Regions from separate parts of the Ovis aries genome. Here region 1 is linked to region 2. A link is a contact called in public Hi-C data. All regions are on one chromosome and are shown on one strand. The core of a region is the stretch at or near the end of the contact, and the rest is flanking DNA. Distances in the headings are between cores, read along the strand shown. Region 1 overlaps FAM83F (family with sequence similarity 83 member F). Region 2 holds the start of ENTHD1 (ENTH domain containing 1).

Region 1 (6,098 bases), core at 3,323-5,822, 150 kb after region 2:
GTAGGAAATGGCAACCCACTCCAGTATTCTTGCCTGGAGAATTCAATGGACAGAGGAGCCTGGCGGGCTACAGTCCATAGGGTCACAAAGAGTCGGACATGACTGAGCACGCATGCACAAACCACCCTGCTGAGGCCAGGAGACGGCAGATCCCTTGATGTCCCAGCCAGAGGTGGTCTGCATAAGGACATCAGGACAGGACCTTTCATTTTGCTTTCCTAAGGATCCTATGAGCTGGTTTCAATAGGTTGGGAGGGAGACAGTGACCCCAGCACCCAAATCTGAGGTGTGGGCAGTGCACAGGAGAGGCGCTGGGGGCCAGCCCAATGAGTGCTTCGCCTACAGCCCCTCACCTGTGTCCCTTGTCTCTGCAGGTAAAGGCAGTCCCAGTCCTGCCAAGAACAGCAATTGTGTGATCTCCTGAGCCGCGAGCCAGCTGTCGGAGGACCTGTGGACGCCCTGTCCTGTCCTGTGGAGACACAGCTCAAACCCTGCACCAGTTTGCACATTGGAGTCTTCTGTTATTCCACCCCAGCAGCCTCCATCCTGGCCTTGGGACCCTGCATCCCGGATGTTAGGATCCGCAGCATCTCAAGTCAGCTGCATGCCTCCACAAGGCTGTCGAGGCCAGGCAGGCTCACCCCCTGTTTACATGAAGTGGAAGCTTCACTACCATCTGCTCTCCCTTATGCCCAGCCCGCTGCCTCCCCTGGGCCAGCCTTGCCCTGCAGGCCCCAGGTGGGGTGAGCCTACATCTTTATACCTGAATGTGATGGGCTCTCGGGGCAGCTCCAGTTCCCCAGCCTCTCCTTCCCTGGGCTTCCTGGTGCTGCTGGTTCCTCAAGAGGTCTGGTGGAATAGAAGGGATGAGGACAGGGCTCTGAGCCAGGAACCCGGTCTCACTCAAGCTTCTGAACTCAAGGTGGGAGACTCAGCGAGGATGGCTGGGGGCTAGGGGGTGAGGCCTTCCTGGCCTGTCCCTGCAGGCTCCTACTCTAGACTCTGCGTGGATTGAGGGCAGAATTTGACCCTGCCATTTTGAGAGCCCTGGTGCTGGGGTCTCCTTTCCCTCCCCAGCACCATCCTGAATGGTCCAGTTCTCCTTGGCTACTGCAAGCCGATGTGGTGGTTCCCTGAGGGCCTTTACCTGAGGCCCTCCTCCCCTTCTGTGCCTTGATCTGCAGCCCCAAAGCAGGGAGACCCTGGCTGATGCTCTGGTGGTGTGGGAGGCTGGGCCCATCTTCAGGAGTGTTGGCCTTCCCTCCACCCCAGAACCCAGGGCTGGCCCTTGGTCCCCCTCACCAGCCAAGATGTACGTGCCTTCTGTAGTTACACATTGGCCAAAACCAGCCTTGGCCTCCTGCCAAAGCCAGACTGTACTGAGGCGCCTCAGCCTCCCTGGCTTCGAAGAGCCCTGGCCTAAATGCCACAATGCCAGGCCAGGAAGACCAACTGAAAATCGCATACCGCCTTCTCTTCATATGTGTGACTGAGCAGATCTACAGAGAGCCAGAGTGGAGTGGGGAGTGGACAGCAGAGAAACTGCCAGACCACAGGGGCTGAGCTGGCCCTGCCTCGGGCCGGGTTGTTGGGGGGCCTGGAGAGCCCAGGGCTACGGCAACTGCGAAAGCACCACGCTCAGCCTCTCCCAGCCTCCTACTTCTGAGCCAAACTCTTGTCCTCACCTCTTTCCTTCTGCAAAACCCTGGGCACCGGCAGCACCTTGGGGAGGGTCCAGGTGCTCGGGTGGCGTAGACACCGGCAGGGGGAGCAGGGGAGCCCCGAGCATCCTCTGAGAGGAGCCTGGCCTCCCAGGGGGGCGGGAGGAGGGGCAGGGGAAGGAAGGGAGGACCTGGTTCCCGTGGTGGGTATGGGGCCGAGGGACCTGATCACCCCACTCCCTGAGCTTGTGTGAGGATTAAACACTTCCTGGGAACTGTTTCCTTATGCACCAAGCCCTGGCGACATGGCCCTGCTTGTTCTAGAGGGGAAAGGAGCAGGGAGGGGGCTACACCTCAGCTCAAAGTGTCTGTGGGGAGAGAGCGCCCTTGGTGGGCAGAGTGGACACCTCTGGAGGCCAGAGGAAGGGACTGGCTCCTAAGCGATTGCACCAAGGGCTGCCGTACCTCCCCTACAAGAAGAAGTGAAAGTGAAAGTCGCTCAGTCGTGTCCGACTCTTTGCGACCCCATGGGCTATCCAGTGCAGGGAATTCTCCAGGCCAGAATACTGGAGTGAGTAGCCTTTTCCTTCTCTAGGGGATCTTCCCAACCCAGGGATTGAACCCAGGCCTCTCTCACTGCAGGCGGATTCTTTACTAGCTGAGCTAAGCCCACCAAATCTTTTTCCTGTCTCCCACCCAAAGCAGGCCCAGTTCCCTCCCCTCCCCTGACATGCAGGAGGCTCCAGACTGGAAGTCCCAAGTCTCTGCAGCCTTGAGCCAGGCCGTCCGTCCTGCCCCAGCTTCTCGCTGAGCCAGCCCAGGGTGGTTCTCACTCTTTTCAGAGAAGCCAAGCGGGGTGGGAGACCACGTGTTGAGGAGGATGCAGCGCAGTGTCCTGGGAAGAATGCTGGCCTGTGACGGGACACCTCTCCCCGTCCTTACAGAGGTTCGGGTGAGCCGGGCTCATAGCTGAGGACCCTGGAGTCCTAAAAGCAGCTTGTCTGCCTGAGCTTCAGCCCTTCCATTCTGCCTCTCAGCTTCTCGGTTCCAGTATTTGTGCACACTTGGTGAAATATCCCCTCTGTCATCAAATCTCAAGGGGACATCTGGCCTTCCCAGCTGGACGGTAGGTTCAAGGATGGATCATGCCCTTGGTCCCTCTGCAGCAGCTTCCAGAAGGCTGGTGACGTCAGAAGGACTCTGGGAGGAATGGGGAAGAAACAGTGCTCTGGGTACGGGGCCTGGCTTCATGGCCCCCACCTCACCCTGATCGCCAAGCTGCCCACTGTCAGAGTGCAGTGTCTGTAAACTGAGTGCCACCAACCGGCACAGCCCCCTGAGAGGCCAACCTCGTGGGGGGAGCAGAGGCGCTTGAGGTCTGAGGCCTCGCCCCATTGGAGCGAGAAGGTGGGACCCCTGCACGGGGGTTGGGGGTGGGGGGCTTGCCCTTGACATTTGGCGAAACTTCCCAGTGTCCCTTGTCAGCCATCCTCAGGGTCTGTTTAGCCCTGATCCTTCAGGGGCGCTTTTGAGATGGTCTCAGCCAACAGCACTACTCTGCGCCTGTATGGACCCTAATAGAAAGGCTAGACCAAGAGGGCAGCCTTGAGATAGGGAGGAAATGGGACCAGAAGTAGGGTGGGGGCTGTTTTTTCTTTTTGCTGTGACTTTTTTTTCTCTTTTTAACTTATGAACACCTCCTATATGCCAGTCACCGTGCCAGGTGCTTCAGTTACCCCAGGGTCTCGTCATTTCTTTTTTATATTTATTTACTTATTTGGCTGTGCCAGGTCTTGGTTGCGGCATGCAGGATTTCCCCCCCCCCCCCCCCCGCCCCTGAAGGATCTTCAGTTGCAGTATAGGATCTAGTTCCCTGACCAGGGATCAAACCCCGGCCCCTGTATTGGGGTGGCAGAATCTTGGCCATTGAACCACCAGGGAAGTCCCACACTTACAGGTTTTGAACTAAGAAAAAATTCAGGGAAAGGCCCTTTGCAAAGTGAACAGGAAGTTTTCCCATTGTGAGCCTGGGGCCTCTCGTTCTGGAGACTGAGCCTCACAAAGTTGTGTGATAAGCAACTCAGCTCTTAACCGCTTGCGTTTTTCAGACCAGGAGGACACTGTTCACAGTCCCACAGCACCGCGGACCCAAGTCTGCTCCTCCGGCTCAGGGTTTCCTGCCTGCAACACTTGGGACCCCAGATTCTCTGCTGGGAGAGGGTCTGTCCTACACGTGGTAGAATGCCTAGCAGCGCCCCAGCCTCCCTGCTGGCTGCCGGTAGCACCTTCACAGCGGAAGCGTATGTTAGTTGCTCAGTCGCATCCAGCTCTTTGCGGCCCCGTGGACTGTAGCCCGCCTGGCTTCTCTGTTCATGGAATTCTCTAGGCAAGAATACTGGGGTGGGTGGCCATGACCTCCTCCAGGGGATCTTCGCAACCCAGGGATCGAACCCAGGTCTCCCGCATTGCAGGCGGACTCTACTGTCTGAGTCCCCAGGGAAGCCACAGCACCCTTCAGGTGAGACCACCAAAAGATAGCTCTGGAAGTTGCCAAGTGTCCCTGGGGGTTAAAATCATTCCAGTTGAAAAAGAGCTCTTTGAGCTCAGTTGAAAAGGCCACGTGCTCCTCCTCCCTGGGCTGCTTTCCTGGGCATATCTCCTGCAAAACCATTCCTTTTGTTTGACAGGACACTTTGGCCCAGAGACTGGTTGACTTGCCAAAGATTTTGCTTTCTGTGACTGACATAACAGCATCTTCCATCTTCATTCTAGTTACCTAGCTAAGATTGTCCCCGCCTTGGACTCCCCGGAACAGGTGTGTTTATGTGCCATATCTGTCTTACTCCACTCAGCCCTGCCACGTTTCCTCCCAGTCTGTTCCCCTTCCTTCAGTCTTGGTTAAAGTCCTACACAGACAGCACCGTTGGACATTACCTGTGTGTTGCCCAGCCACGTCCCCACCTCCAAAGGCAGCCAGGGCTGACAGCAGAGAGACATCCGCCCTCCTCCGCGTGGGCTGGTGAGGACTGCTCCTTGGGGTGCCGTGACACGCTCTGAGTAAACATTGACGAAGCCCCCTTAGCAGCTAATTAGCCCTGCCATGAGCTGTGCGTATAGTTTATTGCCTGGCTCTGCGCCCCGTCCCTCCCGCCTGGAGGACCCAGCGGCTGTCACTGTCATCGTCTGCACTGCTGTTGCAGCAGCAGCAGGAGGTGTGGTGCAGAACAGGCACCCTGGGTTCAGGAAGCTGAGCCAGGCCAGGGTGGAGAGGACGCACACCTTAGGAAGTGGTGGGGTGGATGCTGGCGTGTTCTCTGGGGCGCAGGGGTGGGGAGGCAGGGAGGAGGGCATCACTAGATCAGCCAGAAGGCTTTGAAAAGTTGGACAGGTCTGACTGACTCAACCCTCCTCTGTGAAGCTTCTGCCCTCCCGGCTCTGAAATGAGGAAGGCCCTGCCTCCCACTCCCCCACTCTATGCTGCCTGAAATGATACACACCCATTCTGTGCCTGGAGACAGGACGCCGTCTTTCTGCCTCACCGTCGTATCTGCAGTATCTGCTTAGTAATGACTCATTTGATGATTGAACACTTGACAGCCATGTGATACAGAGAATAAGTCAGGCTCATACATGTGGGTGGTGTCAGAGGCTCCAGAATTGACCATGACCTTGCAGTCTTTCTTTTTTGGTTCTGACGCACGGCATGTGGGATCTTAGTTCCCCCACTAGAGATTGAACCTGTGTCCCCTGTGTTGGAAGAGCAAAGTCTTAACTACTGGACCACCAGCGAAGTCCCTTAGACCTTTCAGTCTTATTCCTGACTCCTGAGACTGGACAGGGAAACCAAACAGAATTTAATTTCTTAAGGACTTTGAAGTCCTTCCTGATCAAATCCTCTGGGAAGGCTTTTCCTTTCAGCTTGTGTCCTCAGTGGACAGTCTTCATCTCCCAATGGCCCAGGTCTCCAGGCCTCTCCGGCTGCTCAGGAATAACCCTGTCTGCGTGCTTCTTGCAAAGGCTGACACGAAAACAGAGAAGATGGGCTTTGAGGTGAGGAAATGTGTCCACAGCCATCCAACAAGTCAAGGGCTCGAATCTGGTTATTCAGACCCTCCTAGGGCACTGTCACTGCATCCCACGGTCTCTTCCAGTGATAGCCACTTGTCTGCAGCCACTAGAAAGCAGCTCTAGGGACAGATGTCCATGTCGTAGGAGACCCACTGGGACCTGTTACGGAAGTCAGCAAATGCCTGGGGAGCCTAGAGGAGGAAGGGAGGAAAGGCAAGAACAGGCAGCATGCCTGCAGAGGCCACAGTCCTCTGGGCACAAGCATGGGAAAAGCACATCCCATCCCATGCTAAGAGCCAAGAACCATGCCTGGGGGCCCTCACTTCCCGAGGAGCAGCTGGACTCCCTGGCTCATCTCCTCCTGGAGGT
Region 2 (5,380 bases), core at 1,067-3,566:
ATGATTCATAAGGCTATTACTTCAACAAATTATAATTTGACTTTAGATGGGAGGAAGTGCTGATTCTTTACCACCGCAGAACAATATCAGGCACTACTGAATCATCCCAGCGCAATAGCCTATGCAGCCTTTCCCTACTTCTCTTCCACCCCCGACAATATTACTTCATGACCTAATTTTCTGTATTCACGAAACTACTCCCATCATAGTTTCTGAAGAGTCCATAGTCTTTGGAAACAGTTTACCACACTTATGACTAAATTCCAGTCTAATTATAATTACAGTGACATTATTATATTAAGTTGTCATGCCTCTTGGTTTATTCACTTTGTTCTTTTTTTTTTTCACATGGCCATGTTAGTTTTATTTGGTCTAATTATACACTGTGTTTTAAAATATACAAGTTTATATAAAACAAAATAAAAATCATCTCTAGGGACTTCCCTGGCACTCCAGTGGTTAAGACTCCAAGCTTTCATTACAGGAGGTGCAGGTTTGATCCCTAGCATGGGAACTAAGATCCTGCAGGCCGTGCAGAGCAGCCAAAACAAACAAAAAAACACAACAGCAAAATTAAAAAAAAAAATCATCTCTAGTCCTACCAGGACCACTTGTTAAACTCTTATATAATAAACCTCATATACATAAATATAATTTTTTAAACAAAATTGGGACCACTGCATATTCTTTCTTCCATTTATTATCTCTCTCAACAAATAAATGTTGATGGTGCCTCTTCTGCTGAGAACCAGCAATGGGCAAGGTAGACAAAGCCCCTGCCCTCATGGAGCTGACATCCTCTGGGGAGAACTAGGCAAACATATTTACACTCCTCACAACCATCCTATGAGACAGACATTGTTATTATCCCAATGCACAGAGAGCTAAACTGAGGCCTCAGGTAACCTAATAAATTACCTTAGTATATACAGTTAGGCAGCAGCAGAGTCAGGATTCAACCCCAGGTTGAAAGAAAACCCTATTTGATAACAGACTCTGAGCTTTTAACTCATGAAAGAAATCTTAATATGATATCCTGTATCTTTATAAAATGGTACCAGGGGTAATAGTTTGGATTAGCTCCCTTAAATAACACATTTACTCCAAGGACATAGTTCTTTGACTTCAATCATCAAGCTTGCTCATGGAAAATTATTCATTGCTATTTTGTCATATGTAAATTAAGCAGGAACTCAAGTTCCACTTTTTATCTTTTTGGTGTACTTGTCTTGGTTTGCTTTTTTTTTCACTTTATTTTTTAAATCAATTTATTTAGACTAAAACAAAAATAGTTCACACATTTTCTTCCCTCCCTCCGCCTCTGACAACTGCTAATCTGTTCTCTGTACCTATAAACTTTTCTTTTTTTTAACTCCACATGTAAGAGAAATCATACAATATTTGTCTTTCTCTGTCTGACTTATTTCATTTTGCATAATGCCCTTGAGGTCCGAAAGAATGAAATCTTGCCTTGTGCGACAACATGAATGGACCTTGAGGGCATTATGCTAAGTGAAATAAGTCAGGCTGAGAAAGATGAATACTACATGATCTCTCTTTTATGTTCATTGTCTACGACGTGTCCTTTTATCAGGCACCTAACTGTGTTAGTTTCACACATCATTTTGAAAAATATATATACATTGTTTTCAAAGGCACTCAAGAGTCAACACAAAGGATTAAACAGGAAACCCAAACTGTCCCAGAGGAAAAGTAGCGCCTACATTTAAGAACTACTTTTCCCCATCCTCTGCTTTAAAGTAACCCCCTCCCACACTCTTACTCTTTACTAGCACACTGTATAAACTTCTTCATCTGGTACCTTGATCTTTTCCAGCTTCATCTACGTGTTGAAAATCTTTTAACGTTTGAAGGTTACGGTACCCCTCTCTGCAATGCTGAATAACTTTCTCTGATCCATTCTTGATGAGATAATCCATTAGGGTAAGGGATTTATACACATGGCGCCAGTTCTTCCCGTGGTCGTTGAGTCTCTGCCATAGCATGTTCATAATTTCAGAGAGAGAAATTGTGTTGAAAGTCAGGTCGCTGATATCTAACATTAGAGAACTGGAAGGACCCCAAGGGTCATTAGAAGTTGCTTCCCTGACTTTTATTTCAGCATCTGAGTAATTTTTCACAAAGTTTTTCACTTGCCTCCTGAATGCCATAGGTAAGACAAATCTGAAGGTGAGACGGGGGATGAAAGCAACAGAATAGTTGTTTGTGTCACTGGTTTACAGAACCCTTGAGAAGTAGTTGGCCCCCAAGTCTGCTGCTCCCAAATACAAATGACTAATCTCCATCTTGACAAGGCATCAATTTTCTGCAAAGGAATACATGAAAAAAATAAGTTAAATATTTTTAAAAAGTTTCCAGAAGAGCAATTCAGTCTGAAAAATCTAGCTGTAGTTTCCAAATCAGCGCCTCACGTACGTCAGTGAAAACTGAGGGGACCATATAAATGTTCCTAGGATCAATATGGGAAAATATCTCACGAGGGATTAGCCTATGTTATTTACAGAAACATAAGTGGTCTTTCGAGACCTAAAAGTTTCCATTGAAAGTATCATTGGGACTTCCCTGGTGGTCCAGCGGTTAAGAATCTGCCTGCCAATGCCAGGGGACATGGGTTCGATCCTTGGTCTGCGAAGATGCCACATTCTGCAAGGTAAGTAAGCCCATGTATCACAACTACTGAGGACTGCACGCTCTAGAGCCCGTGCTCCACAGCAAGAGAAGCCACTGCAATGAGAAGCCCAGGCGCCACAACTAGAGAATAGCCCCCTCTCACCAAAACTAGAGAAAGCCCGGTGCAGCAACAGAGACCCAGCACAGTCAAAAATTAAAAAAAAAAAAAAAAGTATCCCTGAACCTCTTTGGCCAGAAATAAAATTATTATAAAGCATTACAAGGACAGTGGACAAGAAAATGGAACTTGCACTGTGACATCTCAAGATTTGTTGTCACATAAAAATATGCTGTGTCCTGCGACTAATCAAGTGAAAACTGAGTCTTACAATCATCAACTGACCTTTGGTTCTATCCTTTTCAGAACTTACAAGTCATTAGAATCAAATCCAAATATGGTCTGTTTTCTTGTTAATCTAAAAGAAGGGAGGATCATCAGCTATTAAGAAATTGTCCTCAGTGGACTCCACATGTAACCCACGGCGCCCTAAACCAATATTTTAGTCCTGGTAAGGCTGGTAAGTTGAAGGAAAGGTTAAATTACTTTCTTTACTCAGCTTTAGAAAAATATTCCCTGATGAGCATCAACAATCTATAATCAGATTTTACTAGAGAAACTGCACACATACTAAAGAAAAATGCTAAAAATCCATAAAAAATGTACTTGCTATTTTTAGTTTTGTTTCTCTTCCTTGACCTTCTAATTTTTAGCTCAGGCTTGATTAATTTCTATGTATTTAAAGAAGACATAATTTTCAGAAGCAACCTAAATAAACTATCACTTCTTTTTTAAAAAATAAGAGAATAAGTAATCATTTTTGTTTTGGGTAAAAGTGCAACACATTCTCAAATAAATAAGATAGAAAATGTATCTGTTTAATTAAGATTTCTCCTAAAGAGACCATCATCAACCGTAGACAGAAAAAGAGAAATTGTGCGTTTTTACAATTTTCTGATTTTCTCTCCTGTTTGCACTTTGAATACAGACATTTTCATCTGACTCACTTCTACAGTGAAAACTCAACTTACAATGTGTTTCAATAAGCTATTAAAATTTTCAATCATGAGGGTTTTCTTTTTCTATTGTCCTTTTTTGCCCTCTACCAAGCTCACTCAATGCAGCGATGTACTGTGACATTGGCTTGGAGCAACAAATATTGATCTGTTTCTTCACAAGTCTATTAAAAAAAAAACAACCTTGTTAGAATCATAACTTGCTAGAATTGAACACAGTTGTTAATTTTTTTTTTCTTTTTCAAATAGCTACCTATGTATATTTTGGAGGGACAAAATCGTAATATCGAGGTTTTCTTCTATTCTTAACCTGCATTTTTAAATTAAAAAAATGTTTTCTTAGATGAAGTTTCTGCCACAGAAAATTATCTACATAATAGCCTTCCATCCAATAGAGTAGTTTACAATGGGATGTGCTGGACTTATAAAAATTAAATATATTCTTAACCATTCAAAAAACTAAAGAAAAATGTCTGGATAAGTGAATTATTATTATTTACTAACATACAGTACATAAGTGAATTAGTACTATTTACTAACATACAGTACACTGTGACATGAACACAGAATACATAACACACCATTCTACTACTTGAAATCTTCTCAAGCTAACAAGAAATTCATTTGTGTTCGTTGTAAATTAGGTTGGTTTATTATGTGTTTTAGACACCTGGCTATATGCAAACGCTCAGTTTACTCAGTCCTTCAAAAGTTTGAGATTGTAAATATAGTGATATAATATGAGACAAAAGTAGTGCCCAAGAGGATAAATGTTCACACCTGAATTTTGGCTGTCCGGCTATCCAAGTCTTTATAATATATAGGGAAGTAAGATATTTCATGTTGTAAATTTGGGTTTTCTCCTCTGAGAGGCCTTCACCCACCATACTTACTACTTAGGTCCTCCCATCATGCTCTTTTCAGACTCAGTTTATTTCCTTCATGACACTTATCAGGATGTATAATTACGTGTTTGTCATTTTCTCTTCGGCTTTCTCCACCACCAGATTAGAAACTCCTTGAGAGCAGCAACCATGAGCATCTTATCTATCAGTAAATCCTACTGCATAAACAGGTACCTAGCAGGCACTCAATATGTTGCATGAATAACCAAGTTGTAGATTGACTTTGCTTTGGAATAAACATGAATTTATTCTACAGCTTTGGGTTATAAATATGTCGTTTAAAATATAATCAAACCCTTGCAATTGTCAAGTAAAATTCTAATGTTTGCTTATGAATCTAGAATTAAAACGAGTTAATATCTAGCTTTAACTTTAGAGTTTTAAGCAAACATTTTCAAATCAATCAACAAGTATTTCTTGAGTACTTATTTTTATATAGCTTTGTGGAAGATATAATAAAACATGATACATACATTTAAAAACATCAGTTAGTTAAGGAGCTTTCTCCCTTCAACACCTCCAAGATAAACAAATAATGAGGTATAAAACATCCCTTAATTTTCTTACTCCATTTACCCACTTACTTAACTCTTTGATAAAGGCTGTTTTCTCCCCCAACTTTACCTGAATACAGGAGACTATTTAAGTTGCCAAGTGACATTAAACTACAGGGCCACAATCTCTTATCTGAAGCTTTGGAGGCCAGATAAGTTATGGACTTCAACCTTAATTGGGGGAGAGGGTATGAAAAACTTTTGAAAAGTAATTCC

The links. Hi-C and Micro-C count contacts between places; a contact is called where the count stands out from the background.
Region 1: a contact with region 2 is called in a Hi-C map of mixed tissues, with 3 times the contacts expected there. The contact joins the enhancer-like site here to the promoter of ENTHD1 in region 2. A contact is called at or near these places in 10 of 16 Hi-C or Micro-C datasets (blood, hypothalamus, liver and 4 more).

Annotation. Positions count from the first base shown.
Region 1 is chr3:217,208,674-217,214,771 of ARS-UI_Ramb_v3.0, forward strand. FAM83F (family with sequence similarity 83 member F) reads left to right here. Exons shown (of 5, transcript XM_012175687.4): 5 at 375-1,955. The coding sequence ends at 424. Among named protein-coding and RNA genes, the nearest start is that of TNRC6B, 13 kb to the right of the region's middle. Within about 2 kb of position 4,573, at least 6 of the 54 cell types and tissues checked have an H3K27ac peak or open chromatin away from gene starts, as enhancers often do.
Region 2 is chr3:217,065,611-217,070,990 of ARS-UI_Ramb_v3.0, forward strand. ENTHD1 (ENTH domain containing 1) reads right to left here and starts at 2,317. Exons shown (of 6, transcript XM_027965865.3): 1 at 1,823-2,317. The coding sequence starts at 2,171.